5 separate regions of the Sus scrofa genome follow, and regions 2, 3, 4 and 5 are each linked to region 1. Evidence: chromatin contacts called from public Hi-C and HiChIP or PLAC-seq data. All regions are on one chromosome and are shown on one strand. Each heading gives the region's core, a stretch centred on a gene start, on an enhancer-like site or on the middle of the called end of the contact. The rest is flanking DNA. Distances are from core to core; before and after follow the strand shown. Region 1 holds the start of SNRPA1 (U2 small nuclear ribonucleoprotein A'). Region 2 has its middle 26 kb from the start of TM2D3. Region 3 holds the start of TARSL2 (probable threonine--tRNA ligase 2, cytoplasmic). Region 4 holds the start of TM2D3 (TM2 domain-containing protein 3). Region 5 holds the start of NFATC1 (nuclear factor of activated T-cells, cytoplasmic, calcineurin-dependent 1).

Evidence for each region. Hi-C and Micro-C count contacts between places; a contact is called where the count stands out from the background. HiChIP or PLAC-seq counts read pairs in DNA pulled down with a chosen protein or histone mark.
Region 2: a contact with region 1 is called in a Hi-C map of embryonic fibroblasts, with 4 times the contacts expected there. The contact joins the enhancer-like site here to the promoter of SNRPA1 in region 1. A contact is called at or near these places in 4 of 5 promoter capture datasets (fetal liver, fetal skeletal muscle, liver and 1 more), 22 of 47 Hi-C or Micro-C datasets (adipocytes, alveolar macrophages, brain and 15 more) and 1 of 2 datasets of contacts at active chromatin or transcription factors (skeletal muscle).
Region 3: a contact with region 1 is called in a Hi-C map of liver, with 8 times the contacts expected there. The contact joins the promoter of TARSL2 here to the promoter of SNRPA1 in region 1. A contact is called at or near these places in 1 of 5 promoter capture datasets (liver) and 1 of 47 Hi-C or Micro-C datasets (liver).
Region 4: an H3K27ac HiChIP or PLAC-seq map of skeletal muscle shows a contact between it and region 1, with 7 times the contacts expected there. The contact joins the promoter of TM2D3 here to the promoter of SNRPA1 in region 1. A contact is called at or near these places in 4 of 5 promoter capture datasets (fetal liver, fetal skeletal muscle, liver and 1 more), 19 of 47 Hi-C or Micro-C datasets (alveolar macrophages, brain, embryonic fibroblasts and 10 more) and 2 of 2 datasets of contacts at active chromatin or transcription factors (alveolar macrophages and skeletal muscle).
Region 5: a contact with region 1 is called in an H3K27ac HiChIP or PLAC-seq map of alveolar macrophages. The contact joins the promoter of NFATC1 here to the promoter of SNRPA1 in region 1. A contact is called at or near these places in 1 of 47 Hi-C or Micro-C datasets (liver) and 1 of 2 datasets of contacts at active chromatin or transcription factors (alveolar macrophages).

What each region holds. Positions count from the first base shown.
Region 1 is chr1:145,706,022-145,708,721 of Sscrofa11.1, reverse strand. SNRPA1 (U2 small nuclear ribonucleoprotein A') reads right to left here and starts at 1,329. Exons shown (of 9, transcript XM_001925349.7): 1 at 1,170-1,329. The coding sequence starts at 1,251.
Region 2 is chr1:145,384,731-145,387,430 of Sscrofa11.1, reverse strand. No RefSeq gene overlaps it. Among named protein-coding and RNA genes, the nearest start is that of TM2D3, 26 kb to the right of the region's middle. Within about 2 kb of position 1,435, at least 12 of the 83 cell types and tissues checked have an H3K27ac peak or open chromatin away from gene starts, as enhancers often do. A contact at or near this core is called in embryonic fibroblasts and liver, where this site is marked.
Region 3 is chr1:145,301,080-145,303,779 of Sscrofa11.1, reverse strand. TARSL2 (probable threonine--tRNA ligase 2, cytoplasmic) reads right to left here and starts at 1,444. Exons shown (of 18, transcript XM_021084977.1): 1 at 958-1,444. The coding sequence starts at 1,444.
Region 4 is chr1:145,358,248-145,360,947 of Sscrofa11.1, reverse strand. It overlaps TM2D3 (TM2 domain-containing protein 3), which reads right to left and starts at 1,255. Exons shown (of 6, transcript XM_005652477.2): 1 at 1,111-1,255; 2 at 658-750. The coding sequence starts at 1,201.
Region 5 is chr1:146,001,619-146,004,318 of Sscrofa11.1, reverse strand. NFATC1 (nuclear factor of activated T-cells, cytoplasmic, calcineurin-dependent 1) reads left to right here and starts at 1,422. Exons shown (of 10, transcript NM_214161.1): 1 at 1,422-1,617. The coding sequence starts at 1,521.

The DNA.
Region 1 (2,700 bases), core at 80-2,579:
CAGTAATAGCTCCCAACCTTTTTTGCATTTCCACAGGTCAGATTCCCAGAACTCATTTGGATATCTTCGTATCATGACAGTTCCCACTTCTCTCACCTCCCAGAGGCCCAACCCAGAGTTGAAGGTCAATTTGTACACAATGGTAAATCACCTTGTGAACAACTCACTCAAACGCTCACTGATTTGTCTTCTAGGGGCATAATTATTGTCTTAGGTGCTAGGAGAAGAAAAGAAGTTAACCTAGGCAAGGTTAAATAAGTACACATTTCAGAGCTCTAAAGGCTCAAAGTTAAGTGCTGTACCAAAACGAGCATTCTCAACACCGGATGCACTTCAAACTCAGGCAGACATCAGCCTGTGCCAAGAGTATGAAAGCGGTGGGTTACTCTTGAGTCGAACCTATGATATTTAATTTCAACAAAACGAAAGTACTATGTCAGCAAACAAAAAAGCAAGCAGAAAGCAGGGCCCGCAGCAGTGCTGCTCCTGAGACGGTGTTCTCCCCCGTGGGGGTGGATCTCAAGCCAACACTTAACCCCGGAGAAGTCGTCCTTCACACCCTTTCTAAAGCCTCTCCTACTATGCAGACGAGTTGCCACAGGAATCTAATAGTCTGGAGGACTTCCGCCTCCCTTATAGACGCAAGACATCCGGCAGCCCTAGCGTGGCTGAAACAGTCTGCTCTTTGAAAGGTTTTGGCAAAAGGGAAATAGATCCTTGAAGCTAAGGAGGAGGAAAAGCCGGGAAAAAAAATCGCTTTTGCTCCGGACTTCACTTCCTCCGTCCCATACCCAACCTATATTCTCATGACTTCACTTTACCGTATCTCGGTCCGCACGAGGATCACAAACACGGCTCAGCACCCCAACGGCTCAGCCCACCCCGCAGGCGTGTACTTCCCCGCCCCCCAACGGCTCAGGTCACTCGGCAGGCCCGGCACCGGCCCCGCGGTCTGACCCAAGCATCGAGGCGGTCCCGGGCGGTGGGGGCTGGGCTAAGGAGAGCCTCGAAGGAGTCCAGGGTCGGCGTTTCGCCGACGACAGCGGGACTCAGCCGGGGTAGGAACCGGGACGCACGCCCCAGGCCACGTTCCCGCCCTTCGCGCACGCGGCGGGCGCAGGCCGCCGAGCGGGCGGGGAGGCCGGGCCGCCCGCCCCCGCCCGACTCACCTCGCAAGTCCAGCTCGCGGTCCCGCACGGCGTTGGTGTATTGCGCCGCCTGCTCGATCAGCTCCGCCGTCAGCTTCACCATCCTGTCGCCTCCCGCCTGCAGTGTCTCCCGCTCCTCCCGCCGCACCGACGTCCCGGCGTACCCCGCGCCCGCCGCCAGGCAGCATCAATCGCTTCCGGCGTGTGCTAACAGCGCGGCTCCCAGGCCTAATCAATCGAGGAGCCATTTCCTCCGTGATCGGCCCCGCCCCCGGGCTCGGGCACAGCTTTTGGGCTTTAGCTCCCGCGCTCTCCGCGGCGCATCTGGTTCTGAGTTCGTTCCTCTTGTGCAGCTTCGGCCTGCAGTGCCCCCGAGTCCAGATATTTGTGTCCGCAAGTTAATAAAGAGTGAAAGCCCACGAGTGGAACTTTCGCGTGCGTCAGGACACCTAGAGGTGAAAGGGAGGCAGTGACTGCTTTCACTCCGCCCATGGGATTCAGTGATGGGTCCCGGGCTTTGGCATCCGGGTGACACCATGAAGACCAAGCCTGGGTCTTCCGCACTGGTCTAGTTTGCAGTCAGGCCTGCCCTCTCTAGACAATTAGATATTCATGCTGAAGCCTGATAACACAGGAAGTGTGCAGATCTAAAGTCTGCAACATGACAAATGCCCACAGAGTGAGCACATTTGGGTGGCTGCTGCTGGGGTCCTGAAATTCGGAGACTCCTTCATTCCCCAAAGGGAACTACGAATCCGTCACCATAGATTAGTTTTGCTTACTTTTATATAAAGAGAATGATGCAATCTGTTTTTGTATCTGGTTTCTTTGGCTCTGTGTCATGCCTAAAATCCATCCAGGTTGCAGGCAGCAATGATTTGCTTACTTGCTGCTGTATAGAATTCTATTGCGTCTCTTACACCATAACAATCCATTTCGCTGTCGATGGACATTAGGTTTGTTTCCAGCTTGGGGCTAGTCTGCATAATGCTGCTATGAATTTTGTTGTACGTGGATCGCATGCACCTGTGCCTGAACTTTTCCAGGAGTGAAACTAAGGAGACAAAGTGTGTGGTATTATTGATAGGTACTGCCTGATGATAACTTCCAAGAGGCTGGAATCATTTCCACACTGTAGTGGTGTGTAAGGGTTTCCATCACTTGCCAACATTAACCTCATTTGCACTGTCAGTCTTCATAATTTTAGCAATTCTGGTGAGTACCAGTGCACTATTGCTTTCATTTGCTTTTTTCTAATAATAGTTAAGCATATTGTCCATTCTGATATTTTTTTACAAAGTGCCCATTCAAGTCTTTCTCCCATTTTTTTTCTTAGTGGGTTTTCTTTTTTCTTATTCCTTTTAAGATTTCTTTATATATTCTGAGTGTGAGCATACTATATGGCTTGCCTTTTACTCTTTTTTGGGGGGTAGTAGTTTAAACTTCCTAAATACCAAACACCTCACAGGAAGCCAAAATACTGTCCTCGTATACATCATCAAGCTGCAAAACACAAATTTTAGTACATTTTGGTCTGTTTAAGAAAACATCT
Region 2 (2,700 bases), core at 186-2,685, 320 kb after region 1:
CATAGACCAGCAGCTGTGGCTCCTATTCAACCACTAGCCCAGGAATTTCCATATACCTCAGGTGCAGCCCTAAAAAGAAAGAAAAAAAAAAAAGAAAGAAAGAAAGAAGGAAACTATGCAGGCCCAAAGACAACAAAATGGTATCTTCAAAGTGTTGAAAGGAAAAGCTTACCAATTCAGAGTTCTACACACAGTGAAAACATCTTTCAAAAATTAAGGTAAAGATGTTTTAAAACAAACAAAAGCTTATGGAATTCACTGACAGCAGACTTGCATACAAGAAATGTTAAACAGGGGTCTTAAGGTAGGAGTGTTTGATGGTCACCCCAAGGCAGTGGGATGGACCACTCCCAGTGGAAGAGTTGGGATGTTGAGACTGATAAGGCCACAGGTACCAGGAAGGTAAGGAAAGACGTATTACCCAAAGGCTCTCCTGAGGAGAGAAGGGCAGGGGCCAGACAGGCCAAATGGCAGGAGCATTTCAGGGCCAGTGGGGATGGCTTTTACTATGGCTGAGGGCAGGGCCAAAGAAAGGGCTCATTCACTCAGGCTGGGGCTAGTGTGGTCTGAAATTCCTGCTGGCACCCTCGTAAGGCATGTGCAGTTTTCTTATCAGCTTTCTTACTGGCTTTTGCCCCAGATGTGGTGCTTGAAAGCTATAAATTGTCCAACATTAAAAATGGAAACTTCCTCTTTACTACATGGAGTATGAGCTGGATGTACAGAGAAATGAAGAGCCTTAGAAATGGCAAAGATGAAGAGATCCATAAAAGACTTTTCTTATTCTTAATCACAATAAAAGATAATTCACAGCTTCTGTTTCCAGGAAAAATGGAGTAAGCCACATTTCATTCTATTCCTCAGTGTTTGCAATCAAAAGTCTCCACAAATACAAAGAGCAATCATCAGAAGATGCTGAGAGGTGGAGAAGAGAAAGTGGACAGCAGGGACCTTGGGACTTGAAGAACAATCAGGCAGTAAGTTCCTTGTGATTTCTTTTTTCTTTTTTTTTTTTTTTTTGGCCTTCTATGTACACTTGCCTGAGAGCCAGAGAGGCCCACAGTGCAGAAATGCCTGCAAGCACAGGAAAGCTTGTTCTCTGGCCAAAAGCCTTGATAAAGGGCAGTGCTTCAGAATAGAATCCACTCTACTCCAGACTGAAACCTCAAAAAATGCTACTCCACCCTCCACCCTACTCAACACTGCAGCCTTGGGGAGCCCTGTGGACCATATCTGCCCTAGTAGGACTTTGAGCAGGCTTCAGGATTAACCCTATCAAGCATTCTGATCCTGAACTGACATGAGCAGAGGTGGTAGCCCCCCTCCACACCCAGCACTGCAGAAACTGTTCAGGGATCCTCATCTACACAATCCTTGCGTCCCTGTGCAGGGATTTCTGCTCTGGACCAAGCAAGCATCAGCAGAGTAGTGCTCCTCCCCACTGGGCAGCACATCAGCTGCAGTGCCCCGCCCATGTGCACTAAGCAAATAGGAACAAAGAGGCAGCACAGACTCCCTCCCCAACCAGAGAGGGAAGACGAGGATTATAGAGAGAAAAGAGCTGGCAACAGGGATACTTAAATCTGTGCATGAAGTCCTGGGCAGACCCCCAGCAGCCCATGCATGACCAACAAGAATCAACACATCAAAAGACTGGAGAAATGAACTATAATGTCAAATGTTGTTCTCTTTTCAGATTGGCTACTAGGCAGTGCAAAAGCTGGGCAGAACAGTACTGTAAACTACACTGGCATCTGAACCATAGCCCACAATAGTGTGCCAGGACATGCACTCTGAACCTAAACAGGTTGAGTGCCTGCTAAAAGCAGATTGAAAGAGAAACCAGAATCTCATAAAATAACACTCAATTTGTTCTGGCATACTCCACAATGACTCATCATAATAAGACTAGGAAAATAACTCACATGGGAAAACACAATAGCAGACATCAACACCAAGGTGATACAGATGCTATAATTATCTGACAAGACTGTTAAAGGAGCTATCATAAAAATGTTCCAAAAAAAAAAAAACAAATACTAACTCTGGGAAAGAGAAAAAATAAAAATAAAAACTTTAAGCAAAGAAATGAAGACTTAGGAGGAAGCCAATAAAAACTTGAGAACTGAAAAATAAGTACAATTTTAAAATTCTAAAATGCAAGTGGAGATGACATTAGAAAGACTAACGAACCTGAAGACAGAAAAATAGAAATTATCCAATCCCAACAAAGAGAGAATAGATTTTAAAAATAAATAGACTCTCAGAAATACATGGGACAATAATGAAATAATCTAACATTCACGTCATCACAGACAGAGCAGAAGAGAATGAGTGATTGAAAACTTACCAAATTTGGTAAAAGATTTATAAGCTTAGATCCAAGAAGTTAAACAAACCCTAAAGTGGATAAATCCATGCCTAGATACATCATAATAAAATTTCTGAAAACTTAAGACAAGGAAAAAATCTTGAAAGCCACCAGAAAAAAAAGAATCTGTTACCTGATATACATGAATAAGTAAAACTTTTCATAACAGCATGTATCACAATAAAATTCATGAAGGCCAGAAGGAAGCATTTTTCAAGTGCCGAGAGAAAACAGCTGTCGGCATAGAATTCTGTTTAGCAAAAATCTTTCAGGGGTAAAGGTGAAATAAAGATATTCTCAGATGAAATATATCTAAGATATTTTGTTGT
Region 3 (2,700 bases), core at 195-2,694, 410 kb after region 1:
TTCAGCACCAGCCCCCATTACTCTGCTTTCACTCTCACCTCTGGAGGCTTACAAAATTTTAAACACACTACTGCGGCCCAAGTCATAATTTAATTATGTTTTCAATTAAAATTCCTGGGCAATTGACTACATAAGTGTATTTAAATTATAGGTAGTATTTTATATTTTTCCTCAGCAATGGCTTACCTCACTGTTGGGCTCACTTTCCTTCTTTTCTGTGTCTTTTTCTTGGCTTTGACTAGAAGGAGGCTGAGAAATAAAGGTAAATAATGAACAACTCATACCAGTGACAACAAAGAGCCTAAGGAAGGAAAGGGACAGCAGGCCAGCAGGCAGCAAGTGTCCCATGTTTAGAGGCTCAAGGCTGGGGCTCCTGACCATCACCTACAACCTTCAACAGGTAAGTTGTTTTCTGGGGTTCAGTCCTTCCTCCATGTACTCTTTCACACATTCTTGCTAAGTACACTTAATATGTTTTGCTTTTTGAAGTTTTCCCCCCTAAATTTTAAACAAATAATGTCCCTGGAAGAATGGCTGCATTGCTGTCTCCAAAGACTTTAAATGCACATTTTCATGTTGATGTCGCCAGTGCACCATAGTTTCTTGCTAGAGACTGAAGAACACCCACAGTCTAAGAAAGGCTTCAGGGCTTAGAAATTATGTTACAGTAAGATAATGTGTCCTTAATTGAATCAAAACATTAAAATACACTATTAATAACAATGTTACATACACAAACCTCAAGACAGAGCACCAGAAGGAAACACAATAAAACACCCCAAAGCACCACCCACTGTGAATAGTTCAGAACCAGCTATTCATCAGAAGGAAGGGAAGGTTAACTTATGCAGCTGTTGGTCTTCCTAGCCAAAGAAAGAATAAACACTGCAGCATTTTCTTCAATGAAAGGAAAATGCTATTTCTGCTACTGAAGAAAAAGTGTGTCAGGCAATTTACTGGAAGAGCTGAGACATTCTAGCTTTAGGTCAGCCGGGCGTTGGCTGGAAACGCAGCACCCCAGGGTGTCCAGCCGTCGCGGGTTCCCCAGCTCAAGCAGGGGCGAGGGGCAGGGCTGGGGAGGGGCAGGCACCGGGCAGGAGGCCACCCGCCGCGCCCCCCGCAGGTGGCGCCCGCGCGGTACCTGCGCGCCCGCGGCCGCGCGCCTGGCCTCCTCCCGCGCGGGGCTCTCCTGCCGCGCCCGGTGGCTCAGCTCCTCCGCGAGGCACAGTCGCAAGTGGTACAGGCGATGGCGCAGCTCGCGGTTCTCGGCCCGTAGCTGCGCCACCTCGCGCGTGAGGCACGGCCCCTCGGCCTGGCACCGGTCGGGCGCATTCAGCTGCTCATCCCTCAGGCGGTGGACCTCCGCCCACAGCCAGCGGATGTCCTCCTCCTGCCGCTCCAGGCGCGACGCCACGGCCTCCGCCGCCAGGGCCTCGGCCGCCATGGCACCTGCCTCGCTTCCCGCAGGCACCGAGGAGGGTCAAGCCACGATAGGGCGCACTGCGGGGACGCGGCGGGATTGAGGCTATATAAACCGAGGAGGGGGCGGGAGAGGAGAAGGGTGGGGCGGGGCCCGGCTCTGTACGCTGCAGAGGCGGGGCTATGGGGAGTTGGGGGCGGGGTGACGGGAAGGGCGGGGCCAGTTCTGTGCTTTGCCAGGGGGTACTATAGAAATAGTAGGGAGCAGAGGGACGAGAAGGGCGGGGGCTGCGCTGTGCACTGTAGGAGCGGGGCTTTGGGAACAGTTAAGAGGTGGCCTGCTTTGGGGTTAGGGGCTACCTGCTGTGAACAGAGTGGCCTGGAGAGTGGCATGCACCCTGAATAGGCTCACGGTGCCTTCAGAGTTACCAGCATGCCATTTTTCAGCTGAAATGCAAGTTGTCAGAAGTATTGGAAAGGCTAAGATCTCCCTTCCCAGAATGGTTCTTATCTTTCCCCTCTTGGCAGTCACCATTCTTTTAACTTGCCACCAGGTTCTGAAAAGTGGCCGTTTAGAATCAACCTTCTTTGGTCTCACGCCTAGGCTGCCCAAGTGCAGAGCAGCTGCACCAAGGCAGACAAGTTTCTATGAAAATTTGACTCTGACAGCATGAAACTGCTAGCTCCTTGAGGGTAGGGCAAATGCCACATATATCTTTATAAATATCAGCACAAACCTTCCTGTAGTAAAACAAAAGTTTTTTAATTTACATTCCTAGGGCTTAGAATGTGGCAAACACTGTTCTGTTTTTTTTGTTTTGTTTTGTTTGTTTTTTTTTTTCCTGGCTCATTACAGCCACACCTGCAGCATATGAAAGTTCCCAGGCTAGGGGTTGAATAGGAGCTGCAGTTGCCGGCCCCAGCCATGCAGGATCCAAGCCATATCTGTGACCTACACCACAGCTCATGGCAACGCCGGATCCTCAACCCTCTGAGGCCAGAGATTGAACCCACGTCCTTATGAATACTAGGCGGATTGGTTACCGCTGAGCCACTATGGGGAACTCCCTGTTCTAGGTTCTTTATATAAATTAATTCCTTTAATAGGAAGAGAGACACTATTGTTATGTCCTTTTATAGATGGGGAAACTGAAGCACAGAGAGGCTGAATGAGTTGATCAAGTCACAGCACCATTGCCTAACAGACATGAGAGTCAAACTTAGATAATCTGGTACAGTGTTCATGTGCTTAGCACTGCAGTGCCTTTCAACTTGGGTAAA
Region 4 (2,700 bases), core at 6-2,505, 350 kb after region 1:
AGCAAAACACAATAAATACTCATTTAAAACTAGTTCTACCTAAAGTCACCACTAAGTAGGCAATTCTATCTATTATAGCTTTTCTTTTGTTCCTATTACTATTATGGTTGGAGGATGTACACTTAGAATCACGAAGCAAAATGACTTCAGAGGGTTAACCCTACTAAATTAAAGATGAGAAAATAAGCCCTAAAAAGTGGATAATTTGTTCCGGCTCCCAGCAGCACCACCAGACTTAGAGGCCAAGTCTCTGACCCTCTCCCATCCCTTCATTTTATACAGCTGTGGGGGAGCCTTTAATATTCGATGTCAGGAACAGGGTTTGAGAAGCACAAGAAATTTTCTGAGGCGAAAGAGGCAATGGTCGAAGGTTATCTTGATGGATGAAGTGAAAAAAACAAAACAAAACAAAAAAAACCTTGAAATTTAGGAAAAGAGATGAGGCAGGAATATCAAAAGGTACTCTTCAGAAACACCAAGACTGTCTACAGAAAATTACGGTATTTGCCCTTGGTTCACGCAATCTAAAATGCAATGTATGAAATGTTAAAAGAATGGGACGTGATTTCATATTCTAAAAGAAACTACCCAAAAAAGAAAGGGAGGAACCGCTAGATACAAATATACACATTTACTAGAACGTAAAATGTCTAGTACCTGCTGCCCTGGGAACTACTGTGAAAGTACGTGTCGGGCCCGGATCCTTGACTGATTGAGCCAGCGGCTGCGAAGGCTCTACATTTAAGGACCCTACAATTAGAGAAACGTGTTATCCTGGGACCGTAAACCACCAGGCCAATAACTGCTTGCAACCTCTTGGCCTGACAGCCCGAAAGCTGAAGGATGAAACCCAACGGGATAAACACCAATTTAGGTCTGCGGGCAACTGGAGACGAAGCGTGACGCCGGGACTCAGCTCTGCGTCCCTGGCCGAGCCCTCGGCCCCGGCTCCAGGTTCAAGGCTCGAGGCTGCGGGTTCCTGGCCAAGGGGCGGGCTGGCGTCCAGAAACATACTGACTCGCCCGTTGACGACCCTCTGCCCACACCCCAGCCTTCGCCCACGGGCCCAACCCGACGCCCCCCACTCCAGGGTCCCGGCCCCTCACTCACCGCCGCCCGACAGGATGTAGAACTGCGAGAGGAACAGCAGCACGCGACACAAGCGGCGCAAGCCCTGCAGCGGCACAGCCACAGCCGCCATCTTTTCGGCTCGCGAACTTCCGGAATTGGGATGGGGGTGGGGATTGCCGGGCCGAGGGGCGTGGTCCCGGCGCGCCGAAGGGGCGGGGCCTGGGCGCAGGCGCGGCCGCCCGCCGAAAACTCTGGCCCCGACCGGAAGCTCCCTGGTGCAGAACTGTAGGCAGCGCTTGGCACTAGGCCAGGTCTCCTGGGACCCAGAGCCACACCTGAGGAACTGGAAGCAGAGGCGGGCAAATTGGAAATTTGGCCGCTATTTACACGTGACCAGATATGTATGTTTAGAGACAAAAACTGCTGCTGTGCACTCGGTACTGTGCGAAGGTTCAATGACAGACGGAAAAGGTGCTTTTTATAGATGAGGAAAATGGCCCGAACTGTTTGGGAAGGAACTCAGGCATGCCAGGTGGCCCCTGAGACCCCACTCCCCGCGACCCCAGGACTGGCCCAGCCAGCGTGTAGCTAGCACCTTCTCCACGGGCCGCCATGCTCCCAGGCTAGCTCCTTAGAGACGTGTAGCACTTCCAGAAAGTTCCTGAAAGACAGGGAGAAGCCGAACAGGAAGTGTAGCCGCTGGTCTCAGGCCCCAAACTCTCCTGAAGGAGGCCCGTCCTGGGGCAGGAGCTGCTCCCTAGGTCCCTGGCTCCTGAGGCTCGCGGGCACCTGTTCCCACTGCAGCATCTTTGATCAAGGGCTGCAAATAGGCTTCCCTCTTCCCGCCCACCTAGCAGTCTTCTGACACCCTCCCTCACTAGTATGATTGGTGAATGAAAGAAATACATTGAGTAGTGCTTGACCTCAGTAAATGTTAGCCTAAAAAGTTCTGTCTCACAATCTAGCATCACACAGGTCTGTTAGATAATACACTTGACACTGGAAGGACTTGAGGGAAAGGGGTGTGTGTGTGTGGTGGAAAACCAACACATAACTGAGGATGGGCTCTCCTTAACCAGTTCCTCTCCACTGGTGGTTCTACCTCCTTAGATTGAACCACCTGGGGTAGGGTCATGTCATACACTAGTATTTACTACTGAAAACAATCCAGAGATAAGTAGACCCCTGTTGTTCACAGTCAGCTGTACCGTTTTGTTTACCAACTCTTCAGGAAGCTAACTAAATGATGTGTGTAGAAAAGAGAGCGCATGTCTTTGTTTTGAATTCTACATCATATAGCCAAATAAACACTCAAAAAAAACCCTGCTTGATTGGCAGCTAAATTCACTACTGGCATAAAGACATTTTAATTCTGTCTGAGCAGTAAGGTGATCCTCTCAGTTAAAATCAGAACCCTAACCCTAACCCTAATCCAAGAGTTCCTGTTGTGGCTCAGCGGGTTAAGAACCTAACTAGTATCTGTGAGGATGTGGGTTCAGTCCCTGCCCTCCCTCAGTAGGTAAAGGATCTGGCATTGCCCCAAGCTGTGGTGTAGGTCACAGATGCAGCTTGGATCTGGTGTTGCTGTGGATGTGGCACAGGCTGGCAGCTGAAACTCTGATTTGGCCC
Region 5 (2,700 bases), core at 173-2,672, 300 kb before region 1:
CAGGAAGTTGAAGGACTAAACAGAACGCGTTACAAAAAAGGAGGTTGCCAGTTAGGCACCAGACTGCAAGTAAAAGGCCGCGCGTACACGTGGCCAGGCGTGAGCGGCAGCACCGGTTCCATATGTAAAGGCGACAGCGTTGTGGGTTCTTAGGAGCCTCGCATTTTCCTGACCCTTTTGGGCATCTTTAACTGTGGGGGCTGGAAAACGGTGTTTTCTGTGTTCATTGCTCTTCTGCAGCTGGTTGGGGAATCCAGTGCTCCTTGGATAGCGAGCCCTGCTACCAGGGAATTCCTCTCCGGGCCCAGGCTGCCGGGCTCCGGCAGGACGTGCGCGCTGCAAACTAGGCAGCAGCCCAGTCGGGCCGATCCGCTCCTAGAAGGGGCCTGGCCGGCAGGAGGCCCCTTTAGGCACCTTCAGTAGGAGTGGGGCAGCGTCAGCAGCTCATTGGGACGCAGGTATTGATCTTTGCGCCTGTTTGCGGGTGAGGCAAGCGAGCCCGCCTCCCCCGGACCGGGGTCGGGGCAGCGCGCTTCACGAAGAGCTCCCAGCGGGGCGAGTCTGCCGGAGGCGGGGAGGGGGGTTGTCGACCGCCGGCTGTCTTGCCCCAGCTCCTGCCCACCCGGCTCGGGCCGCAGGGGCGCTCAGGCCCCGGGGCGGACGGAAGTGGCCAGACTCCGTGTGCCCCCCCCACGCCCCCGCCTCCGGCGCACGTCTATCCCCCCCACCCCAGCGCAGACTCAGGGGGCGGGGCGCACTCTAGGGTCTCGCTCGCAGTGGGGCTGTCGACCCCAAGAGCCGCCTGGGGGTCCCCGGGCGCGGGTGGGAAGGGCTTGCCCAGAGCCGGGACACTAGTGAGAGGCGTGCGCTCGGGCTGGCGGGGAGAGTTTATTTAAAACTCGGAAGCCGGCGACCGGCGAGCGGCTTGTTTATGTAAACCCGGAAACAGCGGGGGGAGGGGCGCGGCGGGGGAGGGCCGGGGGGAGGGGCGCGGGCGGGAGTCACGTTACCCGAGGACGCGCGGCCGAGCGCAGGGCGCAGCCGAGCCCGGGGCGGCGCGACCACAGGTGCCCGCGGCCGGGGACCCGACTCTGGACCCCGACCGGACCTCAACCCAGATCCTGACCCCGACCCCACGCCGGGGTCCTGGCCGGGGACCCCGACCCCATCCCGGACCCCAACCTGGGATCCTGGCCCGGGACCCCTGCCCGGAACTCTGACCCCAATACCGGATCTCTACCCCGACCCCCATACTAGACCCCAACCTGACCCAACCCGGGACCCCGACCACGCCCTGAGCCCAGACTCCGGAGCTCACCCGACTCCAGCCCAGAGCCCGACCCGGGACCCGGACCAGGTACCGGATCCCCGCCAAGACTTAAGACCCTGAATCCAACCCTGAACTTGACCTGGGACCCCTGCCCTAGGTTTCGGATCCCAACCCTCTACCCCGACCCTAGCCCCCTGACCTCGGACTCCGACCCCGACCCTGACCTCCTGACCCTCGACCCCGACCCACCATGACGGGGCTGGAGGAGGACCAGGAGTTCGACTTTGATTTCCTCTTCGAGTTTAACCAGAGCGACGAGGGCGCCGCCGCGGCCGGGGCCACCGCAGGTGGGTCCGCGCGAGGCGGGGGCGCAGGGACTGGGGGCGCGGGGGTCGGGCGGGTAGGTTCCGGGTGGGGAGGGGCCGGCCTGGAGGCGCGCCGGGCCCCTGCCCCTCTGCCCGGGGCGCACCCCCTCTCCCGTCCCCACACCTCCGCGGCACCCAGGTCCGCGGCCCCGGGGTCGGGGCAGCGCCCAAAGTCTCCCCACCGCCCTACCCTTCGCCGGATTAAAACAGGTCAGGTTGAGGGGCGAGTGGGAGTGGTGGGGGAGGCCCCCTTGGGGTCGGCCCCCCCAGCCATGTAGGAAGACTCAGGGCTGCACTAGAGCGGAGTCCTGACCACATTCCCGCAGGAGGGGCCTTCTCTTTAGGGTGGGGTGTTGCTCAAGCCAAAGGATAGAGTGTGTCTGGCCCATGAGGCCCCCAAGACTTCCCCCTCTTGCTCCCCGTGTCCTCAGGGCAAAGCCTCTCTCCATCAAGAGATGGTACAGTGGAGCTAGCCTCTGAGACCTTGGACCCCCAAGGGTGCCACACTGTTCTTTCTTTAATTTTCTCTTCTCTGTCAAAAAATAAAAGTTCCCCTAAACAAACAACAGATAAAGGACTCCTCCGGCCCCCCAGGGTGCAGGCTTTTGAAAAAGAAAGAACCATTGAGCAATCACCCCCACTTTCACCGGAAGACTCAGTCTGGGCCTGCGGCCACCGGCCACCCCGAGTGAGTGAAGGGGACCAGGAGCCCCCTCCTTGCAGCCTGGCTCTCCCCACACCTGTCTCTTCTGTCCCTTGTGGGCCTCCTTTCTGTTTCTGTCTTCAAGATCTTCTCTCTGTCCCTCCCCACGTGGCGGTGAAATGGTGAAGCTGAGCCCAGCACACTTGGCACCGGCAGGCGCCCGTTTCTGCAGTGACTGTATAATATTTTCCATATCATTCACCGCCCTTCTTTTAAAAGTGTAATGTCTTGCTTGTTTATAAAAAAATAAATGTTCCAACCAGGCTAAGGCTGCCTGAACCCGTGCCCCCCCAGTGTCTTCCTTTTCCTCTTCCTTGGCTGTGCGTCTCCAGGCCTTTGGGTCAGTGGGGACCATGGTGGCG